3 separate regions of the Zea mays genome follow, and regions 1 and 2 are each linked to region 3. A link is a contact called in public Hi-C data. All regions are on one chromosome and are shown on one strand. The core of a region is the stretch at or near the end of the contact, and the rest is flanking DNA. Distances in the headings are between cores, read along the strand shown.

Region 1 (3,952 bases), core at 1,304-3,803, 160 kb after region 3:
TTAAACCTTTTTTAAGATGGTAATAATTTGCTAGTTATTGATGTTTGTAGTTTTTAAAATCTAGCCAAATTGACCTAAACGACATGTTAGTTTTTTAAAAATGTAACTGATTGTCCTGAACGACATGTTTTTGTGATTGAAGGGTGTAACTGTGCATCATAGCAGCCGGATATTCGGTGTACTTGAGAATTGTAAGGTTGGGAGGCACGTGAGCTTTGTGTGTAATACAGATGACCATATATCTGAATTCATATCTCCGAAAACAGTTCCATGAGTTAAACAGGGAGGCATGGGTCATGGTCGCTGTGACTTCACTTTCAATTTTTTTTTTCTTTTTTAAAAAGATCATCGTTCAACAGCAAGCACGTCGTATGCTGTACCTTCCTTCCGGGACCATGTTACATGTCCGCGACATCCACGGAGTGAGGCATAAAGAATAGTTTGTGAATTGGAAATCAATAATGATTCTCACCATTTGGCAAACACATGTACACTTCACTGTTATTGAAAAATTTAATAACAGTGACCTAGCCTAATATCCTTCTGACGAGAGAGCGAGGTACTATGCAGCACTACCGATGAGGACTGAAAAATAGACAGATACACATAACAAGAACATAATCCACTAAAATGCCGATGCTAACTGCTCCAGAGCTCGTTATATCATCACAAGATCACTAACAACTACCCTTCAACACCTTCCTTCGGATTCAAAGTGCCTTGGCTACCAAGAGGCAACAGCTGAAAATTTCGTAAGACATGTCCCATCATCTTACTGCCTCCTTTTAGGACAGTCATCTCAATTCCTGCAACAGGCTAAGCTAATTGACCCTGCAAATTTAGTTGATCATTGTCCTGCTTAATCTCCTTTTCTTGTATGCTTTCATTGATTCTGTTTCAGCTTCAGCCTCGTCGTCAGCAAAATTTTGATCAGAGACCTCTGGAGACGGAGGGAAGACACAAAATTGGCATTAGAAAACAAGTTTACTGCACGGTGCAGCTGCTGAGCCGTGCTAGTTGAATTCAGAACAAAAACAAAAGTTATTGGAGTAATTGAGATGTTCTGTCATCCATATCTCTTCTATAGATATGCTACTGCTAATAAAACGTATGAGTGAGGTTTATGGCACCAGTTGTGCAGTCTCAGTACGTGCCATGGGAAACAATCACGGATGAACTGCATTGAATTAAGAACTAGCTGCATAGCTAGCTAATTAGGACACTTTTATAGCTGGGCTGTGATGCTTAGTGAAAACAATGTTGCGGATACTAATTTAAGATGTTCAGATAACTACAGCTGAGTCTGGGCAGGCAGTTGACCAAAGCATACCAATGCAATATAAAAATGAAGTTAATCACCTCTACTTTCATGGAGAAGCTGGGGTTCTCCCTCACAAGCGTCCCGTTCCCTTCCATGAGACGCTGAGAGGCTCTTCCGGTTTGCCTCAGTGCCAGATTCAAGATCGCCCACAGAATCCCCGAGCCCATCGCCTCGCGCGTTATTACCGCCATCACTACGTGGCCTGAAATGCTGCATCCAAGGATTTGCAGGAACGCCGCAGCACTTAGCCCCCCTTCGCACAGGAGCATCGGTCTTCTCATACTCGACGTACTCCCTGCGGAGAGCCTTGAAGGCGGTGCCGTTTGCGTTGCGCGGACGGCTCCCGTGGTTGTACAGTTGATCGACGAAAGAGGCCTCCATAGAGCTTATATACAGCCTGTGTCTCTCGTCTGTCCACCCGGCGGACATCGTGTCCAGAACTTGATTGCCCTGTCAAAGAATGAGTAGAGCGTCTTGTTAATTTACTGTGTGTAGGAAATGGTTAACAAAATGAAGTAAAAAAAATCATATATTGTTAAGAGACAGAGAGAGAGAGAGGATCATGAAGCTCAACGGACGGTCAGGAAATTACACGAGATAAAGAACTGACAGGTAAGCTTAAAAAAAATCTATCGTTTACTCGTACCTTGGCAATGCCACCGGCACCTGGCTCAGCAGCCTTAATGGGTCCGTTCAAGGACACATCGCCCATTGTGTTCTTTGTATCAGGAAAGAACCACCTAGCAAAGGGACGCGAGTTCCCAGGATTTGCTTGTATTTTCACCCGACCTTTATCCGATGCAACAATTCTTGTCTTCCCTGCTTCCTCGATGAGCAGATTTTTAAAAAAAAATCCCCTTTCGATATTTTAACCAGGCTGGAGGAAGGAAGGCGAGGAGCAAATAAGAGAACTGAGCAGCAATTGGTTTCCTAGACGCCGGATTGATTACGGATTGGGGGACACGAACCAGCAGAAGATCGCAACTCAAGAACCAAGGAAACCCCAAGGATCACAAGGCAGCGACGAATTTATTTGGGCGGAATTCAGGTGAGGTGACTACCCCTAGAATTGAAACCACGCTCGGATGAAGGAAGCCCCTAGATTTGGCTCGGGCTCTGGGGAACCGTGGGGGGAGCAGAAGGGGACAGAGAGCCAGTTGCAGGCGAGGGATTGAAGAAGGATCGGCAGCCGAGCCGACCGGGCCCTGGACTGGACGGGAGCTTTACGCCTACGTGACGGCGCTTTTCCACGTGGCTGGGGCAGGAGAAAATATCGGGCCTCAGATATTTGTTGGCCTGTTCCTTGGCTCGCAGTCTCTCTCCTTTGCCGCCCGCAAGAAAAGGGAGAAAGATCTGCACCGCCGCCGCCTTGTCCTGCACTGCAACAGGAAGAGGAATGGGCGCGGGCTAGGCAGGCAATAGTTATCTGCCGTCTCCGACGGCGCCCCTGAATAATCCGCAATGCTTTTATTCTGTTATATGAACCCAAGCAGTCAACAAATGATCCTTTAGCAATACAAATCGAACAAGAAAAGGTATACCATTCCGATGCTTTCTTGGCCTATTTTTACACCACCTGGTTCAGGCAGACAGATGTAACATACGCACACATCCAGCTTGCTGGACTGGATGGCCAGATAACAAACACTCCTGTGCAGTACCAGTACAGACTAGCAACAGTATCTGGGTTCAAAAGGGTAACTATTTGAGACGGCAGGAATCTGAGGGAAAATATCTCGACGGCAACTTGGGAAATAAAATATAGTTATTATGCCCAACAAGATCAACGGCACGCACCTTCGAGATTATCGATGTCCAGTGACTGCTACAGCAGCTCTCCTGATAGAGTTCAGGGAGCACAATATACAATTCTTCTCATGTGGGAGTGGATTAATCGACTGACACGAACCACCATCTGAAAGTGCTACAGCACAATATCCATCTGCGATCTCTTTATCGCTTTTTGCTTTCCCGAAGGTCTAAGGATATCAACTGCCGTCACAATTCAACTCTAAGGATTTGCCAAAGGACCACAGCCGCACAGGCACAGCGGGTGTCTCCAACATGACCATTTGGTGGGTTGAGTTCCCATGAAATAGGCAGATAAGACCAAGTCATTCAACCTCTTGCGCAACAACCGATTTCTCTTCTTTGTATGCATCTATAAATATCAAAAATATAAATGCCAAGCTAAATAAGTACCAAGAAATAGATTTGAGCATAACCAAAGTAGTTATTTTGGACTTACAAATTCAAATGTACTCCAAATCCATTCACAACCCGATGATGAAGCACAAAGGCTAACCACACGCATCACAAATCTTTGTAGTTCAAATGCCTGTCCACCATATGCACACCACCAATCAACTAACAAATGAACACATATGCCAACAGTTAATAACGGAACACATGCTGAAATAAGTATTAGCAAGCAATCAACCAATCATATATAGTACTTACGAGGGCTTTTTGATTGAATATTTTCGAGTGCCAGCTTGTTAGAAAAGATAGGTCCTCTTTGGTCTTCATGATGCATGTCATACTCATCAATCTTGGACCTAATCTCTTCATCGGGCTCCATTCTTGCTAGTACATCATTGAAACAACTCCTTAGCTCTGCAACATATCTAG
Region 2 (3,632 bases), core at 759-3,258, 140 kb after region 3:
AATTGAACGGGGGCATACCATTGGGCGGGAGGTGGGTGGACGCGTACACGCGTCCAAAACCAGCCTCCCGACGATGATGGTCGGAGCAATGCCCGTCGGGGCCGTCGATCCGCAGACCGGTAGATGGACGCGCAGGGCCCGATCCGAATTCGCCGAGGATGCCGGGTTGTAGGTGCGGCGGCTCCAACGGACGACGTTCCCCTGGTTGAGGTATGTTGGCGACGGCGGCTTGGACAGCGGCGACGCCGCGTTTGACCTCGGCGACCGACGATTCCATGGCGGGGCGCCACGCCTCGAAGGCCGCTGTGGCGGATTCCAGCGCTGAGACGCGCGACGTCGTGGCCGCGGCGACCCGATTTGCTTGTTCGGTCGCAGAAGAGACGAAGAACTCCAACTGCGCCGTGACATCGGTATGGATGTCCGCCTTGAGGTCGTAGAACTGGTCGGCAGCAGACACCGCCGCCTTCTCCAGTTCACCAACGCGAGACTCCCATTTGGCGTCGTGGTCGGCGAATTTTTTGTCGAGTTCGGAGATGAAGGAGCGAGTCTGTGCTTCCAAGGCGAGTTTGAGTTGGGGATCCATAGCGCCTAGGGTTTTGGCGCGGCGGGTGTAGTGGATAGAATCCAGATCCGAGGAACGATGGTCTTTGATACCACTGTTAGCTTCCTAGAGGAAAGGGGAAAGCAAGACGGCGGCAGGGAAGGAGAAGACTTGGAAGAGGGGAAGAAGATAGGTAGTAGTGTTTTCTGTTCTTTTTCCATGTCCCGGTTTACAGACTGAAGTCATACATATGGCACCACGACTGGGCCACACTATTACAGTCAACGAACCCACTCTGGACCGGACACCTTGCTATTGGGCTTAAGCTTCCTTTTTAATCTTGGCTGTAGCAGCACACCCTCTTCTTCGCTTCCGGTCTCTGGCGCAGGTTCACTTGTCTTGGCATCCTTGCGTGTGCTAACATTTGGTCGACTCACAGGAGCCACAGAGGGGAACTGTGAGGCGAAAACGGGAAGCAACAGGTGGGTAATTGGGGTTAGCACCTTGGGATGAACTGATTGCTTGCTGACGCGTTGTCGCGCGTGGACGAGAGGCGGGGAGGCGGAAGGTTTTAGGCGAGGACGGCGACGAGGTTGCGCCGCTTCAATCTGTTCTGCGGGGACGAAGGGAAATGTGGCTGGCTGTGAAGCGGCCGTCGGGCTGTAAATGGGCCGAGAGTTTATTTCGGTCCTTAAACCGTTTTCGTAGCCCACTAAAGTTCTGGAGTATAATATTATTGTAGTATAATATTTCACTACAACACCCCTGATTTGATAAATCATATAAACGCTAGAGAAGTGTACCGTTCAAATATTATAGCTACTCCTGAGAATTATAACCTCAGCACTTACATCCTGTTTGACGTAGATATTGAAACACATAATTTGGAATTGGAATCAGCTTTTCTAAATTCTATTGTTTGCACATGGAATTAAAATTTAGAATCAGAGACCCAATTCTCTGAAATTGGACTATAACTACAAACTCTATCTCCCATATATAGAACATCATCTGCCTGTATTGCGTGGAATTTGACCATACAATTCGAAACTCCAATTCAACGACCTCTCATTTTAATATCATGATTGATTTAGTATTGAATCTAAATCAATTTTATACCCTTCAAAATCAATATCTAAACGGAGCATTAGGGAATTCAAGAGTTCTATTGATTCGCATGTAAACACGGCTCGACGGGAACATATTTTCTATTCAGATAGGGAGCATCGGCATTGGAATGTAAAGATGCATCAGCGGGCGGTGAATATCAGCATGGAGGAAATAGTGCAAATTGAGGAGGAGCAACGGTTCGGGAGGAGACGGATTGACAACGTTTGCTCTCGCTGTCGGTTAATTGTCGCCTTTCTCTACCAATGAAGAGTGATTGAGAATCGCTTCCTTTAGAGAAGTTTGTGAGGCTATTTCATTTTTATTTAATAGATTCCACGGCAACGTTTCTATTATGAATGATGAAGCATATTTTGCCGCCCCATAATTGCGAAAATCTCAAATCCGGCTGTTCTCCAACCCCACGGCGGCCCCGGACCGCACCCAATGTACGAACACCTCCCCGCGTTCCCGATCGCGCCGGCCGCCGTCGGCGACTGCCGCGGCATCCCCTTCGACCCTTCCTTTCTCCCGCGCCTCCTCCTCTCCGCCACCTCCTGCACCTCCCCCTTCCTCGCCGAGCGCGCAGTCTCCGCCCTCCACGCGACCGGTCTCAAGCTCGGCGCGCTCCCCTCCTCCCTCCCGGCCTCGAACGCCCTCATCTCCGCCTACTCCCAAGCGGACCTCCTCCCCTCCGCCCTCCGCGTCTTCTCCCTCCTCAGCCACCCCTCCACCGCCTCCTACACCACCGTCCTCTCCGCGCTCTCCCGCCACGGCCGTCCCCACGAGGCGATCTCCCTCTTCGCCACCTCCGCGTCCGCGGTCGCCCCCGACGCCGAGCTCCTCTCCTGCCTCGTCTCATGCTGCCGCCGCGCGTCCGCCTTACTCCCCGCGCGCGCGGCGCACGCCTACGGGATCAAGAACGTGGCGGCGCTGGCCTTCTACGCCTCGGCAGGTCCGGCGCTGGTCGCCTTGTACGCGAGCCGCGGGAAGGTCGGTGCGGCTAGGAGGGTGTTTGGCTACATGGACGGCTTGGACGTGGTGTCCTGGAACGCCATGATCGGCGGGTTCGCTAGTGCCGGGATGGACGAGGAGTCGTGGGCCTGCTTCCGGGAGATGCACTCGAGAGGTGTTCGAGGGAATGCCCGCACAGCTGTGGTGGTGCTGGGATCTTGTGACATGGAGTCCGGCAGGCAGGTCCATGGGACTATAGTGAGTAGTCATGGTGGTTCTTCAAACGCCATTTTGTGGAACGCGTTGATGAGCATGTATTCGCGTGCCGGCTGTGTCACTGATGCAGAGAGGGTGTTCCTGGAGATTGTAAAGAAGGATGTTGTGTCATGGAATGTGATGATCGGAGCGTTTGCGAAGAATGGATATGGAGAAAGGGCCCTTGAATTTGTGGACATGGTGTTGCAGTGTGGTATGAAGCCAGACTCTGTGACATTCACGGCCGTTCTCATGGCATGCTGCCATTGTGGCTTGGTTGATGAAGGGCTTGTACTATTCCAGCGCTTTGTGTCAGTTGTTGGGCTCGTTCCAACTATGGAGCAGTGTGCTTGCATTGTGGACTTGCTTGCACGTGCTGGGAGGTTTCTGGAGGCCTTGGAATTTATCGGCCAGATGTCAGTGAGACCAAATACAGTTGTCTGGGGTGCTTTGCTGTCTGCAAGTAAGATGCATCACAACGTGGAATTTGCAAAGATTGCATTTGAACAACTGGTTCAGGTGGAGCCTGAGAATGCTGGGAATTTTGTGACAATGTCAAACATATATGCAAAGGCTGGGATGGTAGAAGATGCAAAGAGAGTGAGGATGATGATTGATAGTGTAGAGTTAGCGAAACCTTCTGGAAAAAGCTGCGTGGAAATTTTGTAGTAAAGCATAAGACTCCATGGACTTGTCAGGGTTTCACATCTTCAAAGAGGGTAGGTTTCAACTACTTTATTACACATAAATCTCTTGTCACCCTAATTGTTGAACA
Region 3 (3,495 bases), core at 955-3,454:
ATTGAAACACTAAATGTACAAGTGCAATCATCATGTTGAAATAAGTTCTCATGTCAAACAAATCCAGTTTGGATCTAGTAAGGCCATTTAAGTAAGCATTGTAACCTTGAAATTCTTTAAAGCATCCTTCACAGTTCACTCAGCCTCCACGATTTCAGTTTGGGTTGGACGTTCAAGGCAAAGTGAATAGGCATATTCTTTGTTGTTTCAGAATTTCTGGTCAGTGATCATACTTGTCGGCGATTCCATATATATGGAAAAAAAAGGCGACTCATAAAATGCAAGAAAAAAACTGCTAGGAGGGGGGCATCCAATCTATGCAGGGCAGATGGCCCTGCTAATACTTCAGAGCTGAGATTTGAACTCCTGATCCACCGTACAAAGCTAACTGAAATATGACATTATTATGCTAGATATGTCTGAATCACCATTAAGGGAAGTCATCCAAAAGCATTGTTATTAAAATGTAGTTTAAACGACGTTTAAACGTAGTTTAAACGACGTTTAAACGCCGTTTAAACGAGAAAACGTGTTTAAAAGTTGGAATGTCCTAACGTTTTAGGTTTAGGGCGTAGAACGTCCATTTCGTGTGTTTAAACGATGTTTAAGCGTCCAAATAGCGTTTTAGGGCGTTTTAGACGTTCTAAGGACGTTCTACCCGTCCTGGGCCTTTAGCATTTTCTAGGTCACTTTCCTGGGCACTGGCCAGCGCTGGACACGGCGCCCTCACTCCCTCAGCCAGCCGCCGCTCTCCTCTCTCCTCTCCTCTCCTCAGCCACAGCCGGCCAAAGTCAAAGATCAGTCACGAAGGCCAAAGTCAAATGATTCAGGGTGATCTTTTTATGCTATTTGGTTTGTGAACTCAACTTATGTATGAACTTATTCTATATTTGAATTTCTATGTCAAGTCTGAAAAGACGTTTCAACATTCGTTTAAACGTTTAAAAGTTAAAAAGTTGGTTCATAACGTTTTACCGCTTTAATAACCATGTACAAAAGTAACAACACCAAATCAAATACCATGTAAGAACTAATTGTACAACAATAAATAGTGAAAATGTGGACGCGGATCAAGAAAGTGAACTGAACTGAAAGAATCATCAAATAAGCAATGTGCTAATGTGGAATGAGAAATTTAGCTGAACTGAAAGAACCATCAAATGAGAAAAGTGCCTGCTCTGATCAGCCTAAAATAAATTAGAATAGCCAGAAGTCTGGGACCATAAAGCATGGTAAAACTCGAGATTCCTTAGAAAAATCGCTAGGCCTTCAAATGTCCAATGAGAATGTAATAAACATTCAACTTTGACCCAATAAATCAATGTAAGTGCAAAGTAAGCAACAGTGTGACTTGAAATGGGAGCATAAGACACAGCAATGATATGAAGGCTTGAATTCAAATTACTAAACCAAATGCCGTTTCACCCATCTAAATCATATAAATTGAGATAGGAGCAATGAGAGCTCGCTGTACGAATCAAAATACTCCAAGACCATCACCCGAGATGAAGAGAACCATCATTAATCCTAGAAAGACACCTAACAGATCATTGTGCCCTAACAATACAAAATATCTCGCCGGTACCATGCTAAAATTTGATTGGCGTGAATGCAAATTACAGAACTCACTCAAACCCAGTAAAATTGCCAACAGAAGGAAAACAACTTACCAGGATATATTTTGTATTGGTAAAGAAGTATCTAAATTTGTTAGGCTAAAACTTAAGAGGAACTCATAGGGACAGACAGCTGAAAGACAAAGGGTGAAAGACAGCTCACGTTCTCCGATGAGTTGTACATGTTAGGGTTGAACTTGATGCGGGCGCCTCCACCGGCCTCCTCCGTCCGCCGTATCTCGTCGACGAGGTCGGGCGTCAGCCGTATTATAGCCGCAAAGGCAGGCAGCCCGCTGGACTCGAGGCAGAACGCCTCCTCGCGTCCCACCGGCTGTTTCAAGGCGGCGGCGGCGGCGCGACTGCGAGGAGGCCCGGCCATCCCGCCGATAGAGGAGGCAACGCCACGGCCGCGGGCGTTGGAGGGCATCGGTCGCTTTGCTACGCCGCTGCCGCCGCGCCCGCCGCCACGGCCGCGGAGCTTGTACATGGCCCGCGGCGAGCGGCGGCGCGGCGGGAGGGTTGGTCGTACAGGGGCTCGCTGGGGGGGGGGGGGTAGCGAAAACGCCGAACAGGAGCGCAGAAATCGTATAAAATTTATCGTCTTTTTCTTTCTTTTCTTTCTTTTTGGGTTGGGTTTCTCTGTATTTCCTGCCGGGGTGTTTTTTTTCCCTGTACCCTGTTTCTGATGCATACTTGACATGGTTTTAAAACCGGTCGCCGCTAAAACCGGGCCGGAAACCCCCGGTCCGAGCGGTTTTTCCATCCTGTTTTTTAAAATTTCATTCAAAATATTAAAATTTAGAAAAAAAATTGTATATATATTAACAGGAAACAAATGAGAAAAGGACTGCATGTTTTCTAAGTAATATGGTATATCTCATATTAATTATTTGAAATCAATTTGATTTTTTTGTAATAAAAATAACGAATTTCGTCGATAAAACCCCAGCTTTTTACAAGCAAAACATAATTTGTTCTTTTCATTTTAAAAATTTGTACAACAAATTTCCTCGTGAAAACTTATTTTGCTGAGAAACACAGGGATTCACGAAAATTGTTTTTTTAATTTGAATTGCAGGTCGGTCGGAAATTCGAAATCCACTGAAAACCGTTTGGTTTCCCATTTTTCGGTGATTAAATCAAAACGGTTTGGTCAACCTGGGATGTACGTAAGCCGATAAGATGTTTTATCCAATAGGATAAAGAGTCATGATAGATAGATGAAAATAAAACGCTATATGTAAATAATGATGAGATCATATCATATGCAAACAATTATATTGGTGCAGTCATGCAACCAGATGATTTGTTGCATCTAATTAAAATCCAACGTTGTCTGCTACTTTAGGTGGAAGTGCTTAAGTGTAAATAGCAACTAGGTTTCAAGTGGAAGGTTTAAATATAAATAGTTGGATACATCGCTTAATTGCACGGTTGCATCGGTATAACTAGTTGTACATCATAAGTTCTCGACAACTATGGGGACATATCTTATGTAATCAATAGTTTGGTGCAAGCGTGCGATTAAACCATCTAAAGCATCTGACATGGATCCAATGGGTGACTGCTATTTTACATTTCACCCTTTCCACATAAAATTTAGTGCCTATTTTATATTTAACCCCTTTCCATACGAAGTCGTTGATCTAAATCTGATGTTCAGATAATTTGGTTGCATACTACATTTCACCCTTTTCACATGAAATCTAGTGGTTATTTTATATTTAACCCATTTCATATGAAATTGTCGGGTCTATATTGGGTGATTTAGATGATTTGATTGCACAGTTGCACCAAATAAGTGATCGCATGAAAATGTCCCCTGATAATAATAGATAGATCAAAATCTCTGCTACAATAAGGCTGACTCTAGCAGTCC

What was found. Hi-C and Micro-C count contacts between places; a contact is called where the count stands out from the background.
Region 1: a Hi-C map of ear shows a contact between it and region 3, with 4 times the contacts expected there. The contact joins the promoter of LOC100193895 here to the promoter of LOC103640420 in region 3. A contact is called at or near these places in 5 of 25 Hi-C or Micro-C datasets (ear, endosperm, root tip and 1 more).
Region 2: a Hi-C map of ear shows a contact between it and region 3, with 1.7 times the contacts expected there. The contact joins the promoter of LOC103639494 here to the promoter of LOC103640420 in region 3. A contact is called at or near these places in 2 of 25 Hi-C or Micro-C datasets (ear and leaf).

The regions. Positions count from the first base shown.
Region 1 is chr9:156,445,988-156,449,939 of Zm-B73-REFERENCE-NAM-5.0, forward strand. It overlaps LOC100193895, which reads right to left and starts at 2,554. Exons shown (of 3, transcript NM_001138970.1): 1 at 1,968-2,554; 2 at 1,360-1,771; 3 at 447-940. The coding sequence starts at 2,033. The coding sequence ends at 840. It also overlaps a transcript of LOC541659 not described here.
Region 2 is chr9:156,423,961-156,427,592 of Zm-B73-REFERENCE-NAM-5.0, forward strand. It overlaps LOC103639494 (pentatricopeptide repeat-containing protein DOT4, chloroplastic), which reads left to right and starts at 2,009. Exons shown (of 3, transcript XM_008662246.4): 1 at 2,009-3,576. The coding sequence starts at 2,096. The coding sequence ends at 3,526. It overlaps LOC118473415, which reads right to left and starts at 1,170. Exons shown (of 1, transcript XM_035962756.1): 1 at 1-1,170. The coding sequence starts at 583.
Region 3 is chr9:156,284,236-156,287,730 of Zm-B73-REFERENCE-NAM-5.0, forward strand. It overlaps LOC103640420, which reads right to left and starts at 2,205. Exons shown (of 33, transcript XM_020544809.3): 1 at 1,780-2,205. The coding sequence starts at 2,103.